Linked DNA regions of Mus musculus: regions 1, 2 and 3 are each linked to region 4. A link is a contact called in public promoter capture Hi-C data. All regions are on one chromosome and are shown on one strand. The core of a region is the stretch at or near the end of the contact, and the rest is flanking DNA. Distances in the headings are between cores, read along the strand shown.

The links. Promoter capture Hi-C pulls out the DNA fragments that hold promoters and counts their contacts.
Region 1: a contact with region 4 is called in a promoter capture Hi-C map of pre-B cells, with 4 times the contacts expected there. The contact joins the promoter of Malsu1 here to the promoter of Mpp6 in region 4. A contact is called at or near these places in 1 of 39 promoter capture datasets (pre-B cells) and 1 of 9 other capture datasets (adipose tissue).
Region 2: a contact with region 4 is called in a promoter capture Hi-C map of pre-B cells, with 4 times the contacts expected there. The contact joins the promoter of Gimap1 here to the promoter of Mpp6 in region 4. A contact is called at or near these places in 3 of 39 promoter capture datasets (hippocampal neurons, liver and pre-B cells).
Region 3: a promoter capture Hi-C map of pre-B cells shows a contact between it and region 4, with 4 times the contacts expected there. The contact joins the promoter of Lrrc61 here to the promoter of Mpp6 in region 4. A contact is called at or near these places in 2 of 39 promoter capture datasets (liver and pre-B cells) and 1 of 115 datasets of contacts at active chromatin or transcription factors (embryonic stem cells).

What each region holds. Positions count from the first base shown.
Region 1 is chr6:49,069,371-49,075,565 of GRCm38.p6, forward strand. It overlaps Malsu1 (mitochondrial assembly of ribosomal large subunit 1), which reads left to right and starts at 4,425. Exons shown (of 4, transcript NM_029353.1): 1 at 4,425-4,733; 2 at 5,716-5,894. The coding sequence starts at 4,496. It also overlaps the pseudogene Gm19253.
Region 2 is chr6:48,736,274-48,742,440 of GRCm38.p6, forward strand. Gimap1 (GTPase, IMAP family member 1) reads left to right here and starts at 2,774. Exons shown (of 3, transcript NM_008376.3): 1 at 2,774-2,883; 2 at 5,047-5,144. The coding sequence starts at 5,102.
Region 3 is chr6:48,552,026-48,558,740 of GRCm38.p6, forward strand. It overlaps Lrrc61 (leucine rich repeat containing 61), which reads left to right and starts at 2,774. Exons shown (of 3, transcript NM_177736.3): 1 at 2,774-2,957; 2 at 4,930-5,069.
Region 4 is chr6:50,107,045-50,113,598 of GRCm38.p6, forward strand. Mpp6 (membrane protein, palmitoylated 6 (MAGUK p55 subfamily member 6)) reads left to right here and starts at 3,197. Exons shown (of 13, transcript NM_019939.2): 1 at 3,197-3,420. It overlaps Gm38805 (a long non-coding RNA gene), which reads right to left and starts at 3,113. Exons shown (of 3, transcript XR_869061.1): 1 at 2,896-3,113; 2 at 1,962-2,033; 3 at 611-1,620.

The DNA of each region.
Region 1 (6,195 bases), core at 3,175-5,674, 1.0 Mb before region 4:
TGTGGATTCTTCTTTCCCACCATTTATCCCACTGTTTGACCCCCTATCAGTAGATAGGAGAGAAAGAAGGACAGAGGGGAGAGAGAAATAGAGATTTTTGAATCTAATTTATTTCTTCTTGTTTCTGAGTTGCTTGTAGTCAGTCTTTGCTACCTTTTGGGTTGTTCTTTTTCCCACCCTTTATCCCCCAACCCCAGTTTCATCCCCTATCACTAGATAGGAGAGAAAGAAGGACCAGGGAGAGATCTAGAGAGCTGTGAATCTAATTTCTTTTTTGTTTCTTCTTTGACATGACTATTAATAAACCAACCCTCCCCCCAATGACCAACAACCACCCACCCACACTGCCTCTCAGGGCACTAGCATTTATGTACCCTGAAGTTCAAGTTCCAAACATCACACAGTCGCAGAACAAAACCATGGCAAAACCATGCCTTCACTAGAGCTCAAGGCAAAGCATGGTCAGCTGTTGCGGGCAGTCTGAAGCAGCCTCACAGCCCTATACCTTCTGGGATTAAAATGAAAACACTTTCTTATAATATTTCTGTGCTTCTTAAAGAAACCAAAATTCCAGAATTCTCAAAATATCTTCCCCATGAAGCCAATTCATAGCAGAATACTATATAGTCAAGCTCTACAGAATAGTTCTCTGACCAATGAGAATGTTACTGAGCAAGTCTTACAGGTGATATTGTTTATGCAAAAGGGAACATGATATGCATTCCCTGACTGCTACATGTTTACAGTCTAGGATGAATGAAGCAGGAACACAAATAACACAACGGACAATGTGATATCAGAAGTTCAAGTTGTCGTGGAAACCATGTAAATGCTCTCTATGAGACTATGGGGATAAAGTGAGGTCTGCATGTTGGTCTCAGAAGATTACAATGCCTGGTAATGGGTTTTTTTGTTTGTTTGTTTTGTTTTGTTTTGTTTTGTTTTGTTTTTGAGACAGGGTTTCTCTGTATTGCCTGCTAATGTTTTAACTTAGTTTATGTCTGACATTTGTACAATGAAATTGCTTAATGATGCCATTTGTCAGAGCCTGTTTCTACAGCTGGCAATGTAAACTATATTGATTTCCTTGTGATCACATAAAGTTCTATAGCATTTGCAGATAATTCTTGACAACAAATACAAGTGAGAATACACCTCTGGGATGATCATGTAGAAATGCAGGACAGATGGCAAACATGGCAAGAAAGACCAACTTCATACCCACGGGGAAATGGAACTGAAGAAGAAGGGACGGGAACTCAAAGATAGAGAAGATAACCTCATCTGTAATCATTTCCTTTTCTTATGTAACAGAACAATTGTAAATATTTGTAAGTCTTTGGAGTAGGTCACACAGGTACATATGCTACTTCTGCACTTATTTATTTTGTGACAGGGTTTTAACATGTAACCTTGGTTGACCTTAAACTTACTATGTAGACCAGGTTGTCTTGAACTCACAGAAATCCACCTACCTCTGCCTCCCAAGTGTGGGACTAGAGCCATGCACCATCACTCCTGGTGAATATTTTGAATTTGATAAAATATCTCCCAACATTAATGCTTGGTGTTCCTTTTTTTCCTTTAAAGGATTAATAGTATCAAATACCTGGGGGATCCTTACTATGTGTTTGGTGGTGTCCCACTATGTATCTGGGGCTGCTCAGGAAGCTTTTTTTCTCAGATACTTGGCTCTTGCTTCAGCTTGTCCCCTAAGTATATGACCCTGGTCACTCCAGTGTTCTTACTGAGGTGATCTCTACACTGCTGCCCACTGGTGGAAACTTCATGCAAGGGTTGTAGGTGATGGACTGACCCAAGAACAGTCCTCTATCAGGCCTTTACTGTCTTTGTCCCACTTGAATCCAGAATAGTAGATGTTCTTTGTGGGATTTCATGTATATAATGTATCTTGATTGTATCTACTCCCACATCTCCCCCTTCACTTTCCTGAACACCCCTCCCTCTGTAATATCCAAGATAAATTCAAGACTACCCTGTACCTTCCCCCTTCAAAAGAACTTTCCAAACTGTACTAGCAGGCCAAGTACAGAGCCAGATAAAAAAGTTGGCTGACTAAACAAATATAGAATCATAGTTTTAACGGTCAAAAACAAGAGTAGCAATTCCCCTGCCCCGACTCACACTAAAAACACAAGGACAGACAAAATAAAGAGTCACCCTACACAAACCAACCAATGTCTAAAAAAGGTTATTGGCTACACCAATTAAAATAAGTCAAACAGCTCAGGGGTCATGATGGGCAGCAAGATGGCTTCTGCCACCAGGGTCATGCAGGTAGTGAATCCACATGCTCCATTAATAAAGTTTCCTAACAGAAGAGACAAACCTAAACTCAGTGCCTCAGAAGCTTTGGGGTCTGCTGCACTCCCCTCCCATTCCTCTGTCATTTCGCAGCATTCTAAAGGAAGTACGTCCCCCGATTTACTAATGCACCAGGGGCCACCAGACACTGCAAAAATTACAAAATCATTACCTCAGAAATACAGAAGGAAACCTATATTTCAAAAGGAAATGGAGTTTATCCAGCGTGGGGGTCCAGAGTGATCGTCGTGGCTGCTGCTTATCACCAGACAGAAGGATTCGCTTTGCAATAAAGGACTTCCACAATGTCAAATGAAAAGTTATATATTAAACAACCTTAATAAATATTCTGTAAGCAGAATGAAGTATAGAAACTCCAGGTGGTCACTTGTATCTCCTGCATTATGTATCTTGGTCAACTGCCCCACTAGCTGACCTGTACACTTATTAAAGTCTACATTTTTAAATGCAAAAAAAAAAAAAAAAAAAAGCCAAACTACCCTGGTGCCCTATATCTGGCCCTTACAAAAGTATAAAAAGTGTGTTCTTTCTTTGTTCTGGATCTCTCCTCCAGCCTGTGTGCTGAGAGGGGGTTCCCCAACATGTTGGATAAGTAAATCCCACATGTGTTTTGCAACGATGGTGGTCTCTGTGCTCTTTGTGGGTGAGGGTCTTTTAGCAAGCTATAACACCTCCTTCATGTCCTTTCTCTGTATAGCCCACTGAGTTTAATTAGTGCTATCTTTATGCGCATAGGTGTTCATGGTTTTTTGTTTTGACCGGAGTTACAGTGCTAGGCATGGATTCCCTCCTGTGAGGCAGGGCTCAGATCTAATCAGAAGGTGGTTGGCTGGCTAACCCCATAACTCATGCACTATTGACTCAGTGGGCGCATCTGGCCTGGCATTGGAATTATCACTCAGGGTAAGTCCACTGATGGCTTTTCTCCCCCAGTGACCTGCATGCCACCTCCTGACTCCATGAAAGCTGGGCAGCAGGTAAGAAGGTTTTAGATTAGTTTCAGCTTGAAAACAAGGAGTGTTGTCTTCACCAATATGTATGGTCTTACCATCTAGTTGTGGGAGACAACCAAAATAGCCTCACTTGTTTTTAGGTGGGCCCATAGCTGCCCTGACCAATAATGTAGGGATGATAGTATCCCAAACCCAGCACTGAGATTTTCATTTAATGACCCATATCTTTCATTTGAAAGCAATCAACCATACCTGATGCCGCCATTCAAACTTTTTTCTTCTTTTTTGTATGATTCATTTTTGTTTTGTGTTTTTAATTTTATGTGTTCAGGTGTTTTGCCTACTTATATGTCTGTACAATATGTTTGTGCACTTCATCTGAAGAGGGCATTTAATACCATTGAAATTAAATTCAGTCTGTACTTTTGACTGCTCAGCCATCTTTCTAGTTCTTGAATTTAGGGTTTTTTGTTTGTTTGCTTTTTTGTTTTTTGGACAGTGGGAAATGGCTAAAAATACTTAATTCCTATCTGACAGGGTTAATTTCTGCATATTTGGGGGAGAGGAAAAACAGAAAGGAGAGAGCTAGAGAGGGTTTGAAGGGGCTGGAGAAAGTGGGAGGGAAGGAGAAAAGGAAAGGAGAAAGAAGAAGAGGAAAGAGAGAGAGAGAGGTAGGAACCCTTTAATTCCTTTTAAGATGTATTTATTTATGTATGCCTACAAGACAGAAGAGGGCATCAGATCCTATTATAGGTGGTTGTGAGCCACCATGTGGTTGCTGGGAATCAATTCTCAGGACCTCTGAAAGAGCAGATAGTGCTCTTAACCATAGAGCCATCTTCTCCAGCCCCATAAAGATTATCTGGGCTCACTTTTTTTTTTCCTTTTCCTTCCTTTCCTTTCTTTTTTTTAAAAAAGAGAGACAAGGTTTGTCTGTGTATCCCTGGGTGTCCTGGAACTCACTTTGTAGAATAGGCTGGCCTTGAATTCAGAGATCTGCCTCGGCCTACCAAGTGCGGAAAGTAAAAGCGTAAGCCACCACCATCCACACGGTCCTCCTCATTCCTTAAACTACTCCCCAGGCAATCCGTCTAAATCACCGTTTCCGGTTACAGACCCGCCCACTTCGTGACGTAGAATCCCGGAGCCGCCCGGAAGCTCCACCACCTCCCCCCAGAGAAGTCGCGGCGAGAGCTATGGGTCCGGGCTGGTCGCCCGCGCGGCGTTTATGGCCGCTGCTGTGGCGCAGGGCGGTCTTCCAGAGAGCCGGCCCCGCAATGGCTTCGGTTCCCTGGCTTCCGCGGCTGGCAGAGCGATGGCTTCCCGCGAGGCCCGCGACCTGCCTGACCCCGAGCCTAACGCGCGGCCTGCACCATGGGCCTCAGCCCGAGGAGCGGACCGCTGGCGACGCTCGCCTGCAGCCCGGACCCGCAGGTACGCGGGCAGGACACCTGGTGGCCCGGCCTGACCCAGGCGGCCCTGGGCTTTCCTGTGCGCTTCGGGGGCAAGAGAAATAGCCATTCGCGCAGACGCAGAGCTGGAAGGGATTTGGGAGGTGGTCGGCACCAACTTTGCTTTGCGTACCCGAGAGTCCTAGAGGGAGGCTAAGGTAGCGTGTTGTCGTCAAAATTCCAGTCATAGAGCGGGCAACATCCGGCTCTTGGCTTCACAGCCCAGGATCCACCCCGTCTCACGATCTGCCCAGGGTCGTAGCAGGTGGACTGGTTGGTCTTAGTAGCACTAGTCCTAGCAGCCTCGTTTCTTCATATCTGTTGAAGGCTGTGGACCAGGTATTGTCTTGAGAACCCGCCTACCATACAGTATAGTTAAGTAACCTTTTTAATCTGCGATTCGATTTAACGTGTGCCCTAGGATATTGTCCTCTCCCTCAAATCATGCCGCTGGTTGTTGTGTAGCATCTCTGCATTTGTGGAGTGTTGTTCCTTTCAGTACTAGTAAATAGAAAGACATTTGCTTCTGCTTCCGTTTGGTAATCGCAGTATCCAGTGTCCGTAATCTGAACCTTCTACCTAGGAAAGCTGAGCAGTGCTTTAGGGAACTGTTGTCCGGGTTCAGTTTTAAGCTGGTTTTTGGTTGGTTGGTTTAGTTTGTCTTGAATGGAGATGGTATTAGGGGTTGGACCCAGGGCCACGTACATGCCACCACTGAAGCACACCTTCAGTCTTTTAGTTTAAAAATAAAAAATCTTTAGACCTTGTCTTTCTGAGTTGCTCAGCCTAACATTGAACCTGGGATCCTCCTGCCTAGTGTTCACCAAAGCATTTTAGATATAAATACACTTGTAGGGGGAGCAGTTCCACTGTCTCCAGGAGACTTCGTGTCAGTCTGCTTCTGTAGACAAATGTAGGTCTGTATTCTCCTCAGCCATCTGACACAAGCGTTTCTGCATTTTCAGATCACATTGGTGCCAAGTTTGACATCGATATGCTGGTTTCACTTCTGAGGCAAGAAAATGCAAGAGACATTTGTGTGATCCAGGTTCCTCCAGAAATGAGATACACAGACTACTTTGTGATTGGGAGTGGGACTTCCACCCGACACTTACACGCTATGGTCCACTACCTTGTGAAGATGGTAGGATGCTCTCCTTTGTTGTGAACCTTTACCTAGAGAGTGACACACAGAGGCTGCAGAGGAAGCCCACTTTCTAGAATTCCCAAGAGTGATTTTTATGGTTTCTCAGAGTAAAATATTTGGGAGCAAATACTTAGCTCTGTCGAGCCCAGATAATTTCTAATTCGTGTCTTTTGTGACAAGGAAAATTAATAACATGAAACAAGCCAGAAGACACTAGGAGTCTGTTCTAGAGTAGCACCTATGTGATAGCCTCTAGCTAGTGAAAGGCTTTAAAAATTATTTAAAAGATTTGGAGGTT
Region 2 (6,167 bases), core at 1,524-4,023, 1.4 Mb before region 4:
TTGACAGCCAGCTACATGCTGTCCCCATGTGTTCCTAGGAAACCATTTTACTTCCCAGTGTGAAAAGGGGGAATTCTCAGGATTTGAAACAAACTTAGTGGACATGAGCTCGGGACGGTATCTTTTCAGAAAGAAGCAGGGGGATGACTATGTTCGTTTCGCATCATCCTCCTGATCACAGGATGAGGAACTGTCTTTGCGGAGTGTACAGCCACCAGGCTTCTGTGGAATGATGTGGGGAAGTTTTGATTGTAAGCAATTTATAGCAAACGATCTAGTTATGAGAGTTTGGGTGTTTGTATCCAGGTTAAATTCCCGCTTCACTCATAATCATTGCAAAGAGTCGACGACTTCTGACAAAGCACAGCAGGGAAATTAAGCTTGCAAGAGGCCACTGTAAAACTTGCCAGGACCACACTTCTCCACTACAGCTGGGGATTTTACAAAAATATTAAATCCATTTGCACTTTCTGCTCTGCAGTTTTACACATCTTTATCTGTGTCCTTTCCCTCACCAAACATAGAATTCTGTATCATCTTGCTAAAAAGTATGCCTTAGCCAAGCCTGGGGATTCAGACCTGTAATACCAGCTACCTGGGGAGGCTGAGGCAGGAAGACGGCAAGTTCAAGGCATGCCTCAGCTACAGAGCAAAATTCAAGGCTAGCTTAGATAACTTAGTGAGACATTGTCTTAAAATAAGAGGCAAACAGAGGGCCAGAGATAAACCTTGATGCCACAGTACACCCATGTGCTAGGAACAGGGCTCCATCCTCAGTACTGAAAAATAAAGAGGAGAAGAAAATAAATACCATGACTACAGGTATGATAGCTACAGGCCACATGGATGCAATATTCAATCATATGAACTTAAATATACAGCTTAGTCTCCCCATCACTCCAACCACAATGCAAAAGTTCATAGCCTTGGGAGCCCTGGGAACATTGCTGTCATCACAGAATCTTTGATTAAGCAGAAGCACTTTGCAAACAAGGGCTATGCAAGAAACCACAAAGAGTTGTCAACGATTTCTTAATATGTCTGTGGTCTGAAGCATTTCCCACAATTTCTTCAAACTGCAAGAGTAAAATGAATTATTGTGCATCCAGATATTTGCAGTAAGCCCTGCTCGTTCATGTTAGCTGGAGCCTGTTCCTTCTTCCTCACTTTGGTCCTGTATCTGGTGACTTCTATGGTCACACGTGTGGTGGTAAGTAGGGCAGTGGGGAGATGTTCCTTCTAAGGTTGGTGTTGCAAAGGCAAGAGTGGAGAGGGTAGGCTAAGAAGAAGCTTTCTTGAGGAGATTCCCACCCTCTCTAGTGAGGATTGAACCTAGGGCTTCCCACATGTTGTATCCTCAGGCCCACTTTCAGTTATTTTGAAACAGAGCCTTAAACTTACGATCCTCCTGCCTCCATCTCCCTAGAGTTGGACATGCCTGCTTTGGGGGGACATATGTAAAACCATATTGACACATCTCTTCAAATGGCTCAGATAATGAAGCAAGAGAGATTCTATCAGCATGCCAACATGCAGCAGCAGCACAGCCTCTCCCTCCAGCTGACCAGGAGTGCAGCCAACTGGCAGTACCCACTGTCTGACTATCACCCTTGCCCGGAGGTTGGCATCTGCTGAAGAGCGATGCCTCTAGGTTAAGTGTTTTCTCCAGTGGAAGTTTACATCCAATAACTGGCTGATAGAACTGTGAAATGCAGTCTCGTCACCTTCCATCTCAAGGTCTACGCAAACTGTAGAATTCCCTGTGGAGTCAGCATTTGTTGTGACTGACTCAATCTTATCCTTATCCAATACCGTCTTCTTTCCTTCCTCTCTCAGGTGTAAATCCCAAGGCTACTCCCTCATAGCTTCTTTCAGCACCAGATATCTCCACCTCAATAGTCCATATGCCTTGGAACCCAACCCTTTTACACAGACACACATACACATGTGCGTGCAAGTATACAAACACTTACATAAATATACTTACATAGAAACATAGTTTACAATATTAATAGATCAAAAGAAAAATCATGCAATTACTTCAACCATTAAAAGACATTTTTAAAGTAACTCACATTTCCAATCAAAGCCTTTATTTAGTAAAATAGGAATGAACAAAATATGCATGCACTAATTTAAAGATTAATCACTAATAGCCAATATCAGTCTTAGTGATATTAGATATTCTATTCTTTGTAAATTTTTCTTTTTTGTTTTCTTTGGTACTGGATAGACCCTAGGACTTTGTATATGCTAGGCAAATGATTCTAGGCAAATGCTCTATCAATAAGCTAAACCCTGAGCCTTTGGTGTTTGTTTTGTTTTGAAGTGGGGGTCTTAAAAAGATTAGTAGCCTAGAATGGGCTTCAATTTGTCATCCTCCAATCTCAATTGGAGGCTATTTTGTAGTAAGAGAAATCCTTAAAGAGAAAAATGGAAACAAAAATAATAAAAATAAAACAACAAACAAACAACAACAACCACCACCACTACCACCACCACCACAAAACACACACACACACACACACACACACACGGAAGATTACCTGTAGCCAATTCTAGAATAGAGTCAGCCAAGGAAGGCTCTGTTGACATGTTTGATTCTACTAACCCTTCTGGACAAACAGCCTTTAGTCACAGAGAAGATAGAGTGCGTGATTTCATAGAGGAATGCTAAGACCACAACTACATGGAAAATGTTTCTGTCTCTTTAAGCCATCATCATCCGGCCTTTCTCTCAGTTTCCTGATCTCTAAGACCCAGGCAGCCTAGCGACTTCCTCTATGCTCAGCCCTGGGCAAGGAGAGACTTCTGCACTCACAAGCGAAGGGAAGGCGAGGCCGGGGCTTCTCTGGGTCACTTCAGGGACTGTCAGCAAGAAAGGTGAGCCTGAGGCTGTGAGCTGGGGTGGAGAGGAAGCTGGGCTGTGAGACCAAAGTGTCTGGTACCTATACACCTGCATTGTACAAAGCACTATGCAGGAGCACTCCGAGCGAGCGTGCATCACAGGCAAGGGGGGCTTCCGGATGCGTTAGGATGGCCTGGGCTTCGAATCGACAAGTTTGGAGGAAGTCTTAGGAGTTCACACATCTTTGATGAACAAAGCTTATCTCTTCCCTCACTCTTTTCGTACAGTAAGGGAAATGTACTCTAGATCTCCTCCCAGGAGCAAAGCACAGTCCATTCCTCAAAAAAAAAAAAAAAAAAAAAATAGAGTTTTCTGATTTGCATGGTATCTTTAGCTGGTGATGTCTGGTGTATCAAAGAAACTTAAAAGGTCTTGAAAAAACATGTCTTTACCTAGTACCTTCCAGGACTGTGTACTTTGGCCAAAAAACAAGTTAAAGAGTAAAGTGATGAATTTTGAAAGAAATTTCATTAAATGTTTCTTTCTATAGAAAAAAAAAGCACATTCAGCAAAGGCAAACGATCCTTCTGTGTCCTTATAAACCATGCTTTCATGGCTACTCCTCATGGGCCACGTCTGTCTCTCAGAAGTCTCTTCTTCTCCTTGCCAGTCGGAGGGGCTCTAGCAAACTTGAGAGGAATGGAATTAGTCCTCACTTGTCTTCCTGGAGTTTGTCCCACTCCAACTGCAGGGATACCTCTGTTTCTCCGCGTCTACAAGGAAGGGTTTAAGAAATAATGTTCTTCAAATTCTGGATGCAGATTAAGCTTGTGAGAAAGATACTACTTGTTGTATCAGAACAACTGAGGATAGATCCAAGAAGTGTGATGTTGAGGGGAACACCTAAATACTTCAAAAAAACAAAACAAACAAACAAAAAAACCAAAAACCAAAACCAACCAACCAACCAAACAAAAACCAAACCAAACCAACCAAACAAACAAACAAAAAAGCCCCAAAAAACAAAAACCAAAACCCCATCAAGCTTGTAGGCAAGGACCTGGACTATCCCGGGCTCTCTTGAGCATATAGAACTGCATGTGCTTTATGTTCCCAGATAATAGAAACATTTATCGCCCGAGATTTCACTCGGTGTTTGCCTTTCTCTTAGAAACTATCAAAGGAAGCCCAGCCTCCACTCTGAACTCTGGAAGCCCCAGCGTCCTGCCCTGGGCTTCCATGGAGTCCCTGTGCCTCCTCCTCATTTTCCCCCAGGAAGAGCTCCTCCAGCTCCTGCAGAAGCCTTGCTCATTGCTCTCGCTCTTACCTTGCTCATTGCCCCCGCTCTTACGGCTGTTTCTTCAGTTCTGATCTGTGTCATTTGTGGGCATTTGCTGATTTCTGCACACAGGACAGAGACATGGAATCCCACAGAGTGTTTGACTAAAGGCTTTGGGAGATGGAAGGGGTATTAGCCCATCTGGTTTGCAAAGCCCTTCTGTGGGAGATAGGCTATTGAGTTAACATTACCCTTCTCTGGTGTTGTGCCCACAGGAGGAAGAGAGGGAGGGAACATGTCACCCATAGTGGAGACAAAGAGATGGAGCATGAAATGGTGGAGAGATGCAGATAAGCACTCAGACAGGAATGTGGAACCAAAGCTATCACCAGAGAAAGGCCAGGGAGAGGTTGAATCTGATTTCTGGGCAGTCACTGGCTGAGACCTGTTAGCTGAATAAGAGGTTGGAGTAGCAGACTGGGGGGGGAGGGGGGGGCACTGCTTTGCGCTTAGGGACTCCTGGAATTAGGCTTAAGTGACCCGGAAGTGCTTGGCTGTACCAGATAATGTTACAACCAGAACATAGGTAGTAGAAGGGGAAAGTTTAGAGCAAAGGGCTTGGAGACTCATAAGACAACTTTGTGGCGTTGGTTCACTCCACCTTTCCTGAGGTCAGGAGAGAAAGCTCAGGTTGTCAAGCTAGCATTGCAACCATCTTTCTGGTCCCCCTAGATGTTATTCTTCAAAATCCAGATGCTATCTCTAAGAAGGAATAGAAGAACTTACTATGGTGGACAAAAGGTGCCCCCGAAGTGCCTGTAAACGGAAGCGCACGCCTAAATGCTCGGCTCCTTGCAGACAAAAGCCTTGCTTTGTATTCTTTAGAATTTGCCTGACTCTGTGGTTGGGTTTTGCTCAGCTGCAGGAATGAGCACACAAATGAGAAAACCAAAACCGAGAGCCTTCTAAGAAGCATGGGAGGAAGGAAGATGGCAAGAGATGAGGAAGACGCCTATGGTAAGAGCCTTTCTGGGGAAATGCAACCTGGCTTCTGTGTGAGCTCAGAGTAAGAAAGGGAAGAAAGGGGTGGAGCTTCCTCAGGTCTGCAAGCTGCTGGGATGAAACAGCAGCCCCTCCCCTGCACTCCCTTCGAACCACCACCACACCCACCCACACATACTGGGCCCACCTGGGAGCTCAGAGCTTTGACCAGCCTGTCACTGGTTCCCACAGCATGAAGGGATAAACCTACTCTGGTTTCCACAAAAATGACACGGGATGGGAAATCCAGTCCTAGAGTGAGCTTCACTCATCAGGTCCCCAGTGTTAGGAGGATGGGGAATTAACTGGGTATCAGTATTTGGAGTCAGGGAGATAACTGGGTGGGTAAAGGCTGCCAAACCTGATGAGCTGATTTCAGCTTCTGAGCCCACATGGTGGAGGGAGGGAACGGACTCCTGAAAGCCGACCTTTAGCCTCCACAGGACATGGCTGTTTGCCCCCTAAGTAAATAAAAGGTAATAAAATATTAACCACGAGGAGGGAGCTGGCTTGAGACAAGCGAGGAGAAAGAGGGAAGAAGATGAATTCTCTTCTCTAACTCTCGAACAACCTTGAGAAAGCCCCATGTGTCAAAGCTTTGAGTTGTGTCCTAGACTGAGCACTTCCTGCGTTTACACAGGGAACACGTGGTAGGCTGCAGCCAACCCCAATTGTCTAGGATTGAGGGGCTCCCCTGTGCTTGATGGTCCGCATCTCAGAGTGGGGGTTGGGGGCGGGGGAAGGAACCCTGGTGTCTCAATTCAGCATCAGGTCGGCCTGTGTTCAGGACCAGAGACCCTGGTGAACCCAGGAGTTATAAAGGAATATTTTGTGAAACGTCAGCAGGAGCATCTGCAGGTGCACAGAGAATCCAAATGCAGAAAGGAGAGACGGGGAAGAACCTGAGCTCAGAGAACCCAAAGCAGATGGGAGCACCAGGCTTCCAAGGAGAACAGGCAATGTGGGTCCTTCCCTTGTATGCTGAAGGCTTGAATACAA
Region 3 (6,715 bases), core at 1,524-4,023, 1.6 Mb before region 4:
TTGGGACTAGGAGTAGATCAGGCACACTGTACAGGAGGAGCCAGAACAAACCAGCGCGGAAATAGCAGACTGTGGGAGAATTGGGCTTCTAAATAGAAAAAAAAAGGACAAATTATCTACCTCAGACCACACACAAAAGTAAAGTTTGTTTAGGGGGCAGGGCTAAAGACCTAACTTGCAGAAGCAAAATATCAAAAAGTCTAACGTAAAGCATGAAGGGTTGGTGTCGACAGGAGAAACGTGTCTCAACGGGTTTCAGAGTGATTGTTTGCAGTCTAAATCACTTGGTCCTTTTCTATTCATGGACTCCATTCCCCCTTCTGGGCTTTACATCTCCCACTGTCCTAGCCTGACAGGATTTGAGTATGCCCTCTCTCCCCTACTACATCACCCACTGTCATGGTGGTGAGAAGATGGAACCCAGGATCTCACATGTAGTAAATGCCTGCCATCAAAATCTTTAGCTATTGCAGGTGGGTAGTTCCTTCTTGAATAGTTTTCCTTCCTGTCTTAGGTCTTTTGACAAGTTTTTCTTGGCACTCTTAACATTTCTTACCATAACATGCTCTGTGTCTTCCTTGTGTCATGGAGAAATGAGCACTCCACTTTTGAAATAAGTGCTAATTCCACCTAGCGAAAGTAATGACCACCAACTCAAATTTTTTGGTTGAATTAAGCAAGCTGTCTCCCTAAAGTGGGGTTTGAGAGGACAGCTCTGAACATAGGAAAATTGAGGTATTTTTTTAGTAGCCCCAAAACTTCAAAGATAGGGGATTCCAAGGATTTTTGGTTACATAGAAACTTGGCAGAACATCTCAAAATTATTTGGCAGAGCATCGTATATTATCAGGGTGGAGGTCTCGGTATAAGGGTGTGGAAAAATTCCAGAAAAGGGTCAAGACAGGGTCAAATCCAAGTTTTACAGCAAACAGGAATGAACTTTCTTCCACCTTTTAAGGAGATGGCTTCAGTAGTTCTTAAGTGACTTGCCTAAGGCAGTCCTAGGAGCTGTCCATGGTGGTGGCACTTTCTTTCCTGACTCAGCCTACCACTTTCATGAAATACCAGCGCAGGAGCTGTCCACGGTGGCGACACCTCTTCTTCAGACTCCCAAGAAGCTCAGCAGTGATGTCGCCTCAGCCATGGGCCCAAAGCAGGGAAAGGGAGGTGAAAAATGCCTCCAGTCCCTGAGCAAAAAAACCCACCAATCCCTGAGCTTCCCACAAACCCCCACCAATCCCAGAATAGGAAACCTCACCAATCTCTGAGCTCTCCAAGCTCAGGACTTGAAATCCCACCAATCCTCAACCTGGAAATCTCTGCCCTGAAAAGCTCCATCCATAAGAAATCCTATATAAGCCCTGCCCTTTGTTCAACAGCCTTGCTGTCTGCTCCTGGAAGCAGAGGCAGCCACTCCTGGATTTGTCCCCTCTCTCCCTGGACCCTCCCTATTTTGTTTTTTTTTTTGTTTTTGTTTTTTTTTAAATGAGATTTGATTCCTGATGTGATGTTTTTGTTTTTGTTTTTGTTTTTTAGCATCAGAAGAAGCAAAGAAGCAATGAAGAGAAGTGGAGCGGGGCTGAGGCTCCAGAGCTCAGCTGGGTATACCCTTCCCTGGGAGCTGCAGTGCCTCTTGCTGAGGAGGCTTCCTCTCAGAGCTATGTGGTTCCTGGGCTCCTGTGTCTCAGGACGCTCTTCTATTGGGACACTGTCCTACCTCTGAGCTGTGTGGTTCCTAGGCTACCATGTCTACCATTGGGACACTCTCTCTGCTAAGAGTTGTGCGGTTCTTGGGGTTCCACACCTTCCTAGAAGGAACATTTATAGCTTCTAATCTTAAAATAGACTCAGGCTGGTCCATCACATGGAGAAGTTCAAGGGAGATCAAATGGATACCGGGCACCATTTGACGGATTAGAAAAGCTAGGTCACCACTGGCCTGCAGCCTAGCACACTGAACGTCATCAAACACGTATTCATTAAGGACTTTGCACTGTGATACAGTGCAAAGATGTGAACAACAACAAAACTGTGCCTATACTTAGCCAGCCCAGGCTGGAAGGGTGTGGACTGAACTGGGATTGCTTTGTCTGAGTGCACAGAAAGCATCAGGAGATGGAAAACCCTCCCAATGTAGACATTTCCAAGTGGCCTGTGAAAGAAAGTGAGAGGCATTCTCCCCTGTGCCTAGTTAAGGTGACCTCTTTATCCGTTGGACAATGTCATTTACAAAGGTGGCAGTTTGCGTTGGTGACATCTCTGGGGGCAAGGCCTTTGGGAATATCACTAGGCAGTGCACATTTATCTCAGGAAACATTCTGATGTAGTTTTCTAAAAATACGGGTAAGGTTCCCACAAGGGGTCCTTCTTATCGTTATTGTGGCACCTTTTGTCTGCAGTCCTAGGCGGTGAGCATGACTGCACCGCTGTGAGGGGCAGGGTTCGGAGAGGGGTGGGCGAGCACGTACCAGGCACCGTTTATCGGGTTAGAAAATCTAGGTCACCACTGGCCTGCAGCCTAGCATACTGAATGTCACAGAACACATTCGTTAAGGAACCATAAATGCCTTTCCCAACGTCGCTCTGTCAAATGTGCTAATGACCAAACTAACAGGAACAAAATCCTCCAGCAGCACTGGCCGCGGGTTCCAGCACAAAGAGCTAGAAGCTCCTCTGGTTGTGTAATCTGCGTCACTTGCGTACCCTGCCAGCCGCAGCGCGTCCCTTAAAAACAACTTTTTCTGCGTCGCACCACTCCCCGCCCCTTCCGGCCTTTCGCAGGTTCCGGGTCGGCTGGGCCTGCGCCAGAAACCGAGTTGCGTGTTCTGTTTGTTTGGGGGATGCTGGATTCTTCTGGAACCGCCCGCGGTTAGTGGCCACGCCCTCAGCCCCAGGCACTGCTCTGAGTGCAGTTAACAGACAGAACGCTTTAACCGGTAACAATCGCGGCCGGTGAGGTGGGTGCTGCCTTGGTGGCCAGGAGACATTAGGATTGGATTTCCTATCCCACAATCACAGCCTCTTGGTATACATAACAACAAGGGTTCCGCTAGTGTGATAGATTATTTTAAAAGAGCAGCCGTAGAGAAAAAGGCGGAAAAAGTTTTGGTCTTGTTTATTCTCGGTGAGGGAGCATTTGTCACAAGATATGCAAATGGCAAAAATGCCTACAAAGGAAGAAGGATGCGGCCCCTTATTGGGGTCAGAAATGGGTGGAAATGACTTCAGTAGTCCCCAAAGGAAGCTGGGAAGTGTAGTCTCCCAGCAGGAACTTATCCGTGGCTTTTGTCACTTTGGCTATGTGAGCTCAGAAGATGGCGGAGTGTTGTTTAAAACATCCTCCACTGTTGTGCCAGGGAAAAGTTAGTGACCCCCCCCCCCCCCCCGCCAAACACACACACACACACACACACACACAGGAGCTGATCTGATGCAACTCACAGCAGGGTCTTTATTCTATTCGAGCTAGCTCAAGCCCCCCCAATGCACCACCCTCACACAGGACGGTTTTGGTGGGGGAGGAGCCCCGAATGTCTATGTGGCAAGGCTTTATAGTAAGCACCAAACATGGAATACGAATGCGAGCATCTAAATGGAAAGCTACTTTGGCCTTTAATATAACTGGCTGGTGCTGGGAGTCACATCATAAACTTAACTTCTGCTCCCCTCTGCATGGGTGGTCATTAGGCAAGGGTTGGGCTTGCAACCTGGGGTGCAGGTTTGTTGGGGGAATAACCAGGAGATACTGGTCTTGTTAGGGGTGTAACTTGGAAACTCTGCTCTTGTTGGGGATTAGCCTAGAGACGAGCTAGGCTCAGGTTTTGTTGTGGGGACAACTTGGATACTAATGCTAGATACCGGCCTGTAGTCTACCTGAGTTCAAGCTTAGGTCAGATTCTCTAAAATGGAGTCTGAATTTAAAAGCTTTGGCATCTCACACTGACTGGCTTAAATTCTCTGGTTGTGTGGGAGACTAGAGCTCCTTCTTCCCCAGGTGTAGGAATGTGAGAGGAGAGGAGGCTGGCAAGCTTGCACAGAGTGGGACTGTGGAATGCCCCTGGATGTATGTTTGTGCGGTGTAACAGGGTAGAATTAGGGAGCCAGGTCCCATCTGGGCATGCTCCTGAAAAGGACTGACAAAATAGTCAAGAGAAAGTTCTAATCTAATCAGCCAACACAGGGTACATGCTGAGGCATCTCCTAGTCCAGGTGAACAGATGCCAAAAATTACTCATCTGCAGGTTGCTGGTTTTACAGCTATGTGGCTTCTCTGGGGGACGCATAGGCTTTGGACTGTGGACAGTTATCATTTCCCACGACCTCCCTTCATTGGCTTGCACGCCTGCAGGCCATTCTGTTTCCTCGTCTGTCAGGAAAAATAAGATTCCTTGCTATTTTCACGCACCCCAAACCTTTCCCGTGTGTCTTACCTCGTATTTCACCTCTTTCCTGTGGTGTGTTTTACTCCTGTTTGCCTGGGCCCCTGTACTCCATCTGAGAAACACTTCCAAGTCTTTCCCTCCTCTACCCCTCCAGCATTCCAGTATTCTCAGCGCTCCAGTGGACCTGCCAAAGGTGTTGTACCTACGAGTTCTATAACCATTAGGACTGGATTTTCAGAAAAACAAACGACAAACTAGAAACAAGTACTGAACACAAACCTTTTTCTTGTTTTGAGTCTTGAAGCAATACAGTGTTTTCAACTTCGTTGGTGATACAGAACGGGGAGGCAGGCGTGTGGGTTCTGTACAGTGTCCCTTGATCTGTGTCTTTGGTGTCTGAGGAGGTCCTGGAGTAAGTCCCCTCTACCTCTGCCACGCTTCTCGCTGCAGGGCCATGACTGAAGCTATCGCTCTGTAAATTCTCTCCTCTTGCTTTCCCCAGAATCCCTTTCTAATGTTTTCCTGTGCTTCTCCCATTGTGTTTCAGTTATCACGGGGCCTGTCCCATCTCTGTCCGCTCCATGTTGTCAGCCGTATCTAGGCAGCCACCCTCTACTCCTAGAGCTCATCATTCCTGAAGATCTGTTCCAAAAGAACTTCACACTCAGTTGATGTGCACAGACCTTTGTAAGTAAATAGGACTAGTAGGGGTCTCTTTGTCCCTTTGTCCTCTGCTTCCCAGCTCCAGATAATCTACCCCTGAATTGTTCCCACCTCTCTCTCTCTGTCTCTCTGTCTCTGTGTGTGTGTGTGTGTGTGTGTGTGTGTGTGTGTGTGTGTGTGTGCGCGCGCGCTAAGGATTGAATCCAGGCCCTTGTACTGGCTGTTTTTATGTCAACTTGACTCAAGCTAGAGTCATCCGAGAGGGAGCCTCACTTGAGAAAATTGCCTCTGTAAAATCCAGCTGTAAGACATTTTCTTAATTAGTGATCATTCTGGGTGGTGCACTCCTGGGCTGGCAGCCTTCGTTTCTACAAGAAAGCAGGCTGAGCAAGCCATGAGGAGCAAGCCAGTAAGTAGCACCCATCCATGTCCTCTGTATCAGCTTCTGCCTCCAGGTTCTTGCCCTTCTTGAGTTCCTGTCCTGACCTCCTTCAGTGAGGAACAGTGAGGGTTTGGAAAATATAAGTCAAATAAACCTTTTCCTCCTCAAGTTACCTTTTGGTCATGGTGTTTCATCACAACAATAGAAACCCTAATACAGATACTAGGAGAGAGGTTTGAGCTGAACTTGTCAACCAGACAATTACTCTTGTACTTGGGGGTTTTGGTACTGGAGATTGAACCCAGGGCATTGCATGTACCAGGCAAGCACTCTCTCGCTGAGTTTCCCAACAACTCCTCCTTCCACTTTTTGTTGTTGTTGTTGTTGTTGTTGTTTTGGGTTTTGTTTTTTGAGACAAGAGTTTCTCTGTGTAGCTCTGGCTGTCCTAGAACTTGCTTGTAGACCAAGCTGGCCTCAAACTCACAAAGATCATCCTGCCTCTGCTTCCGAGTATGCCTCCACTCCAAACTTTATGTTTAATACTTAGTCCTGGCTAGCCTATGCCTGAGCTTCTGCCTCTGCCTCCCAAGTGCTGCATGTGCACTCTTGTTGTGATTTCAAGCATAGAAAATGGAGCAAAACACTGGGAGGAAGGAGGCTTCCAGGAGGTACCTCAGACTAAAGATACGTGGAGTCTCTCACTGTAATGGCTTGCATTCTGTCTACTGATTGTAAGCTTGGATTATTGCATCAGGAGCTTTAATCTTTAATGGCTGCAGTTATAGTCATGTGCAGCCATTCCTGGTGCCTATATGTGTGTCTTGAGTATCCTGTGGGATCGTAGTACTTCCATGCAGTTTTGTTAAATAACTGAATGGATCCAAGAGCAACTATATAGTACCAGGGATTAGAAACAGAACAGGGTTTGTGCCCCAGTGGCCTAACAGGTCTGTAGATGGAGGTTTTGGGGTGTAGTCCATGCTGCAGCTCTAACAGGCAAGTTTCTCCCCTTTTGACACCACTCTTGGTGCTGGTGCCTAGTTTTAATGCCTTGTGCTATATCTTCATTGACAGCTTCTGGAGGCTTCTGGAGGCTTCTGGAGCTAATGGTCTGGGTTGCAGTTTCTTCAGTCATAAGATATGAGTTTCCTCACTCTGACTTCTGAGAGTAGTTCTGGGCCATGAATGGTCTTTTGCACTCAGAGCTTTGTCCAGTTCTTTTACAAGTGTGAAGTCTCATGGGCCTTCATTCATTTGGTCTTACCGTGGCTGGCTGAGTTTTATGAGA
Region 4 (6,554 bases), core at 1,947-4,446:
TCCTGGAAGATGAGTCATCTCCACAGTTCCTACCTCTGATGTACCATGTAACTACCTGGAGAGCCCAGAAACGCACTGTTACCCAGGTTGTACCCTAGGTCAGTGCATCTAGGGAGGTACCCAGGCATGAGTGGTATTTTGTGTTTGGTCTTCTCTTTGTTGTTAAGTTCTTAGGGTGATTCTGATAGCCAAAAATGGCATAAGTTTCTCTGAGTGTAGGGCAAACTGTAAGCAGGTATAGAACAGGCCAGAATTAGAAAGGTTAGCAAGATGGCGGAAACTGGGGAGACCAGCATAGCCTTGTGTACAGAGATAAAAGACTGAAAGGAAACTATTCTGGAGGGAGCCTTGCTCAGGCTGGGCGATGCTTGTCAGTTGCAATTTTTCACAAAGCTATCCTCTAAGAACACAGTAGCTCTTATGATGGATCACTTGGAAAATGAGCACATAGGATGTGATTTTTATTTTTATTTTATTTTTTTAACATTTGGGGGCTCTTGCTATTAGAAAAATTCCTCTGTTTCTGTAAGAGCACATTTGGTCAAAGGAGACACACCATCATATAAAGTTTTACTAATACACTTAAATATTCTTATTTTATTTTTGTGTACTTTATGGGTATTTTATCTACATTTTATGTAGGAGCATCACATGCATTCTGGGTGCTCTCAGAGACCAGAAAAGTGTGTCAACTCACCTGGAACTGGAGTTACAGACGATTGTGAGCTGCCATGTGGGTGCTGGGAATCCAACTCAGGTCCCATGAAATAGCAGCAAGAATTGCTCTTAATCACTGAGCTGTCTTTCCAATCTCAGCATATTTATATTTGAGGGAGGAAAATAAAAGCTAACTGATAAATGTTGGGATTTTTTTTAATTCTGATTTTTTTTTGGTTGAGTTACAGCTAGGATATAGTGAAATTACGATCCATTTAGACTTTAGAGTTGAGATTAACCTTGAAGGAAGAGGAAAGTCAGGCCATCAACAACACTGAAGAGAAGGAAGAGGAAAGTCAGGCCATCAACAACACTGAAGAGAAAGATGCAATGTCATTTTCAACCCTAACTGTCTCCTTCCCTGGAATGAAGCTTTGTAACAGGTGCGGGAATGGATAGGTGGTGTTTCAGGAATGACATTCTCTCAGAAAGATGAGCTGGCAAGCAAGGGCAGGGGTTTCCATGTTCAAGTCAGATCATTTCCAATGGACTCTGGCATGTCCCACTTTTACAGTTTAGAAGAAGGGCAGAATGTCTCAAGGTGGGCTATTATTTATAATAAGAAGTACTGCTTCATGGTATAACCGGTACAGGAGTGTTTGATAAAACAGACACTGACAGAAAACTTCACTGGCAAAAACTCCTAGAGAAGAAGTGACTGAAGACAGCCATTGAAGCAAAATCATTTTTCTGATCTTCAGGATGAGTTCGGGACAGTGATCAGCCTCTATAACGTTCAGATGCACGGGGACAAGAGTGTTGGCAAGGGCTGGTCCTAGAGGTCTGCTTGCTGTGATTTGACAGAGATTCTCTACTTCCTCCTCAAACCTCCTTCAGCCAATTTCCTCCTGTTTGTAGGGACGGAGTAGAGTGTGACAGGCTAGTACACTGTTTCCACTGGACCTTTGAGAGAATAAAGGTACAATATAGGGAGCAGCATATCCAGAAATGGCAGTCACTTCCTGCCCCTCTACAGAGCAGCTACAATACTGGCTAGAAAAGTCTGTGGTGAAGTGGGAATTGAAAGGGCAACCTTCTAAAGGTTTACAGGTCTGGGGTAGAGTGCTGTAGGAAGGAGCCACTGAGTATCCAGAAAAGTAAGAAAACCCCGAAGAGTCCACACCACCGTGAGAGGTCAAACCATGATACTCTCTGCCTATGTCTTACTTCTCACCTTTGGGCACCGAGCCCACTCGGTCTCATTTCACAAGGTGAACTTGGCTATAGGGGACCACAATACCTACCCAAAGTTACTCCGTGCTCCTCGGCACATTCCACTTTTCTTAATTGCTTCCAATTTCCTTTTCTCAGGTTTGCTGTTCCAGGAAAAAGGGTTCTAAATTAACGCTCTACAAAGTCCCCCTACATGTTGGTTTGCAAAATTAATGATCCTCATGGCAGAGCAAATTAATCTTTGATGCTTGGTTGACGCTAAAGACAAAACTCACTGGGGCCCTCTTAAGACACAGAATCAGAGTCGTCCCCCACCCCCGCCCCTTTTCCCTTCCGTGCCAGCTACATCCACAAAGTAGGCAGTGCATTACATCTCAGAAGCCCATCTCTGAATCTTGTCGTCAGTCTGTGCAGGGGCTGTGCAAGGTGCTCAGAAGCTAGGAGAGGCTACGCAGTGGAAGCCACCAGATAGATGGTCACAGGAGAAGTTCCACTTGCACTTTCTACAGCTACTGAGGAGACGTGTTGCTCCACTGAAAGAACACTACTTGCTTCAATTTTAGGGAGACTATGACAGCATCTGCGAGAGCCCACAGCACAGGTCTGAGGGCTTGCAGAGAGATCTCAGAAAGGACTGGAAGCTCTCGCACTGCTACTGTAGTTCTAGCCAGAAGCGTTTGCTACATTGCAATGCTCAATTCCTTTTAGCTTAAAAAAAAAAAAAAAATTAAAGCTACACGCCTGTCAAAAGGACACTTTCTGAGAGGGCACCCATCAGCAATCATCCCACTCCGCGCAGGGTCGCGGCTGGAGGCACGGTACTCCGTCCTCCTCCTCCCAGGTCTGGGAAAGCCAGATGTTTGGGAGGGTCTGGCTAAGCCCGCTCCACGATCCCGCCCGAGCCCTGGCACTATGAAAGAAGCTAGTGTCCTTTCATTTGTCGGGTGTGAACCATAGCCTCGGGTTGGGCCTTTGGGAGAAAATTCAGTCCCCCTTCAAGTCCACCTCCGAGTCAGGGCTGTAAGAAGAGTGGCGGGCGCGGGCTCCAGGACTCTCGCGTCTCCTTTGTGCTATAAGCCGCTCTCGGCCGGTTCCCGCTCCTCTCCCACAGAACGTGGAGGACGCGCGCTGGGCCAGGGCGACCCTAAGGGACCCGCCCGCAGGGCCCTCTGGTGGTAGCACCTGGCGGCCAGGCCACAACCGAGGGGCGGGGCCGGGCTGGGCGGGGGTTGGCGGGGGAGGGGGGGAATCTCCGCGCGCACGAGTCCGCGCGCTCGCCGCGTCCGGCGCACGCGCGAGGCCGGGAGGAGCGCGCCCCGGCGGCGACGGCGGGAGCGGAGCGGCTGAGAGAGGCTGGCCGCGCGGGCCGGCGGGCAGCGGCAGCGCCCGGAGCCGGGCGAAGGGCGAGGCCGGCGGGGACGGCGGAAGTCGCCCGCCCGACCGCGAGCCCCTGAGTCGGTAGATGGGGCTGCGCGGCGCCCGCGACTGATGAGTGGAGCGGCGGCGCGGAGGCGGCCGAGGTGCGAGCCGGTGAGTGGCGGCCCCACGCGGTGCGGTAACGGCCGGCCCCGGAGCCCCAAGCCCGGCGGCGCCACGCGGGCCCCGCCCCTGCCACCTGGGCGCGGGAGCCGTGGCGTGTCCCTCGCGCGCCCCTCGCCCCACGCGTCCCCCGCGGGCCGCCCCTTCCGGGCGGGGCCGGCCGCCTCCCTCTGCGGCGCGGGCGCCTCGGCGTGGACCCGGGCGGGCGAGCGAGCGGGCTGGCGCTGGGACTGACACCTTTGGGGGCTCAGAGATCCCGGGGAGGAGGCTTGCTGCAACTCCTGCTGCCACTTCCGAGCCACGAGGTTCCAGTTGTTTGGCTAAAGTGGCGGTGGGCGAGCACACGCCTCTGCGGGGGCGGTCGCCGCTCAGCGCGTGCTCTCCGAGCTGGACACATTTGCCTGAAAGCAGAAAGGTGCCTGCCTTCTCTTCCCCCACTTCTATTTTGGCCGGACGGCAGGCCGGAGGGGAGTAGATGCAAGATCGGACAGCGCGGTGACAGCTTGTGGATTGGTTGGGGTGTCTTTGGTTATTTTTCTTGCTGGGGGGACTCTTTTTTTTTTTTTTTAACACTTTATTGGGAGTTTATTCTCAAGGTACCAGTTCCTGGGATCGCAGCTCGAGAAAACATTCATTAAGCTCCCCTTTTCTGGGGTGAGTATTTGTGTAGGTGGGGAGAAGGGTGAGGAAGAGACTCAAGGCTGTAGGCAAGGCTCAGAAAATTCTCCGCATTACTCAAAAAGCAGCCGGTTAAGGTCAGGCTAGCCATGCTTTTACTCTTTTCCTACGCCTCTGGGAATTCTTGGAATTTTACTTTAGCCCTCCTGAATGGGGTTCCTTGTCATATAGCTGACAGCATTCGGGGTGCGTTAAATTGGTCTTCACTTGGAATATGAGTTAGCAGCCATTTCTTCCCATGTGGTGTTTCAGGTCATTATTTCTTTTTTGGAAACTTACATACGTCTCATGTGTACTAAAACTATCTCAGCCTTGGTTAAGGGTAAATTTTGGTACACTGGTCAAACAATGCACCAGCCTTTGGCTGTGTAGTTATGATAAACTACTAGGCCTGATTGTAGTTTTGTGGTTAGAGGCCTTATTGCTCTGTAAACAAATAACTTTGGGGGTTGTTTCATTTTGAGGTCATTTGTTTCTTAAAGCTTTCATATATTTAAATTATTAAATTATTGTTTAAATACATACATTGCTCTATAAGGCTCATGTTTCTTTTATTCCAAATTAGGGTTACATAATGCAAAAATGGTTACACTTTGAGTTGCTCTATTTTGTCCTATGGAGACTACAGGCTATGTAGGAGCGCGGGCTTATGGTGTGTGTGTGTGTGTGTGTGTGTGTGTGTGTGTCTTGTAATTATTGCAGTGAATCTCATTTCCACCTTGGAATATTGAAACACACACACACACAAAGTTTTGAGGTAAAAATATCAAGCTGTTAGAGTTAAGTTTGATAGCTCTGTACAAGACAATCCTTTTTTCTCCTCTTCAGGAAAACTGTTGGATTTTATAATTTTTTTAAAAAAAATATTTGAGGGAGCAATTTGCTTTTTTTCCTAAGCTCATTTTTTTTTTCCCCCTGAAGCTGAAATTGTGTCAGAAGGCTACCCAGGCTGCTTCTCTCCTTTCCCTTTAAATTTGAGATTGAAAACAAAAAAGACAGTCACAAGACCCTGGGTACCTGTTTTATAATGTTTTAAAATTGTGTTGCTTGTTTGACTATATACCATACCTATATGAGCTTTACCTCTGAATAATGGAAGATTATCAGAAGACAACAGATGTTTTAATTAAATGCTTTGCACATTTTGGACATCTGAGCTTTATCAGAAGTGGGTGACATCCGCAAATCATTTCTGAGAGAGTGAGTTGCAAACAATACAGAGCTCAAGCTAGTCAGACAGTTAAAACACTAATAAAATTAATACAGAGAAAGGTAGGAAGACCTGATTGTATTGTTTATGTCATGTACAGTCAATGCGGATTACTAGTGAGAAGGGAACTTTTGTAAATTGTAAGTTGGGTATGTAGTAAAGCTGATAAATTCTCATTTTCCATGTATTTCTTTTGATATGTAACTAAATTTGTATCAGAACTGATCTTCAAGTAAATGTAGTTACAAAGGATATGCTGATATTTAGGGATGGTCAAGCAGATTTGAAAAGTACTCATCTATTTGAGATAACTGTCATCCCCAGAAAAATCTATCGAGAAAAATTATTGTAGTTTTGTTTTACTGTTAGTTTTTTTCCTTCCAAAATAGTGCTGTGTTCATAAACATGGGATCTGAAATCATGATGCTCTCGCTACTCTCGTGTGGGGTACTAGTATTTGATTACATTTTTGTCTAATTATAGGCACCAGCTTTACCTAGAGTATTTTTGGTTGGAGTCAAAGCCAGGGCAGTGATTAGCCCAGACGTGGCTGTCATTTATTTGTGACCACTTGGGGGAGCCTTTGCAGTTCATCTCAACAGATCCCTGCTCTGCGTGCTCTGGCTGCTAATCGTCCTGGGCGCTTTGCCAAACTGCTGGAGCGGCTGCTAAGGAGGCTGCATTGAGAACCGAGTCTGGAGCTCAGTGTGTGTGATGCCTTCTCCTCTAACTCACACTCCACTCCACTCACCAAATACCTCTCCTCATAGACTTAGTAACAGTGTACTTTTTGGGCTACTGCTAGTTCCATGGGCTAACTAACCATGAAATCTTGGATTCATGAGTGCTTCCAGAGAGCTGATTTTACTGGCATTAATCTTAGGAGCAGTGCAGGCTTGATGTACACAGATGGTAGTTGTGTTGAAGGGTCTGGGGAGATCATCACTCTTGTATGAAATATACTAACTCCAAACCTTTTTAGAGCAGATTAGGCTCCTTTTAAAAACTTTTAGAGGAAGAGATAGCAAAGCACCTCTTTTAGTTAAATCTGTGTTCATGTTTGTGCAGAGAAAAGGTGGTCTTCTGTTAAAAACCTATACTCTTTGACCGTTTGATTATTCTTCTGTAGTATAATAAAGTCAGATTTATACATTTTCTTTTCTGACAATATTTAACCTTGTTCTGGCCATTTCAGAATGTGAGCTCACTTAAACAAAGTAAAATGCATTTTAGCAAG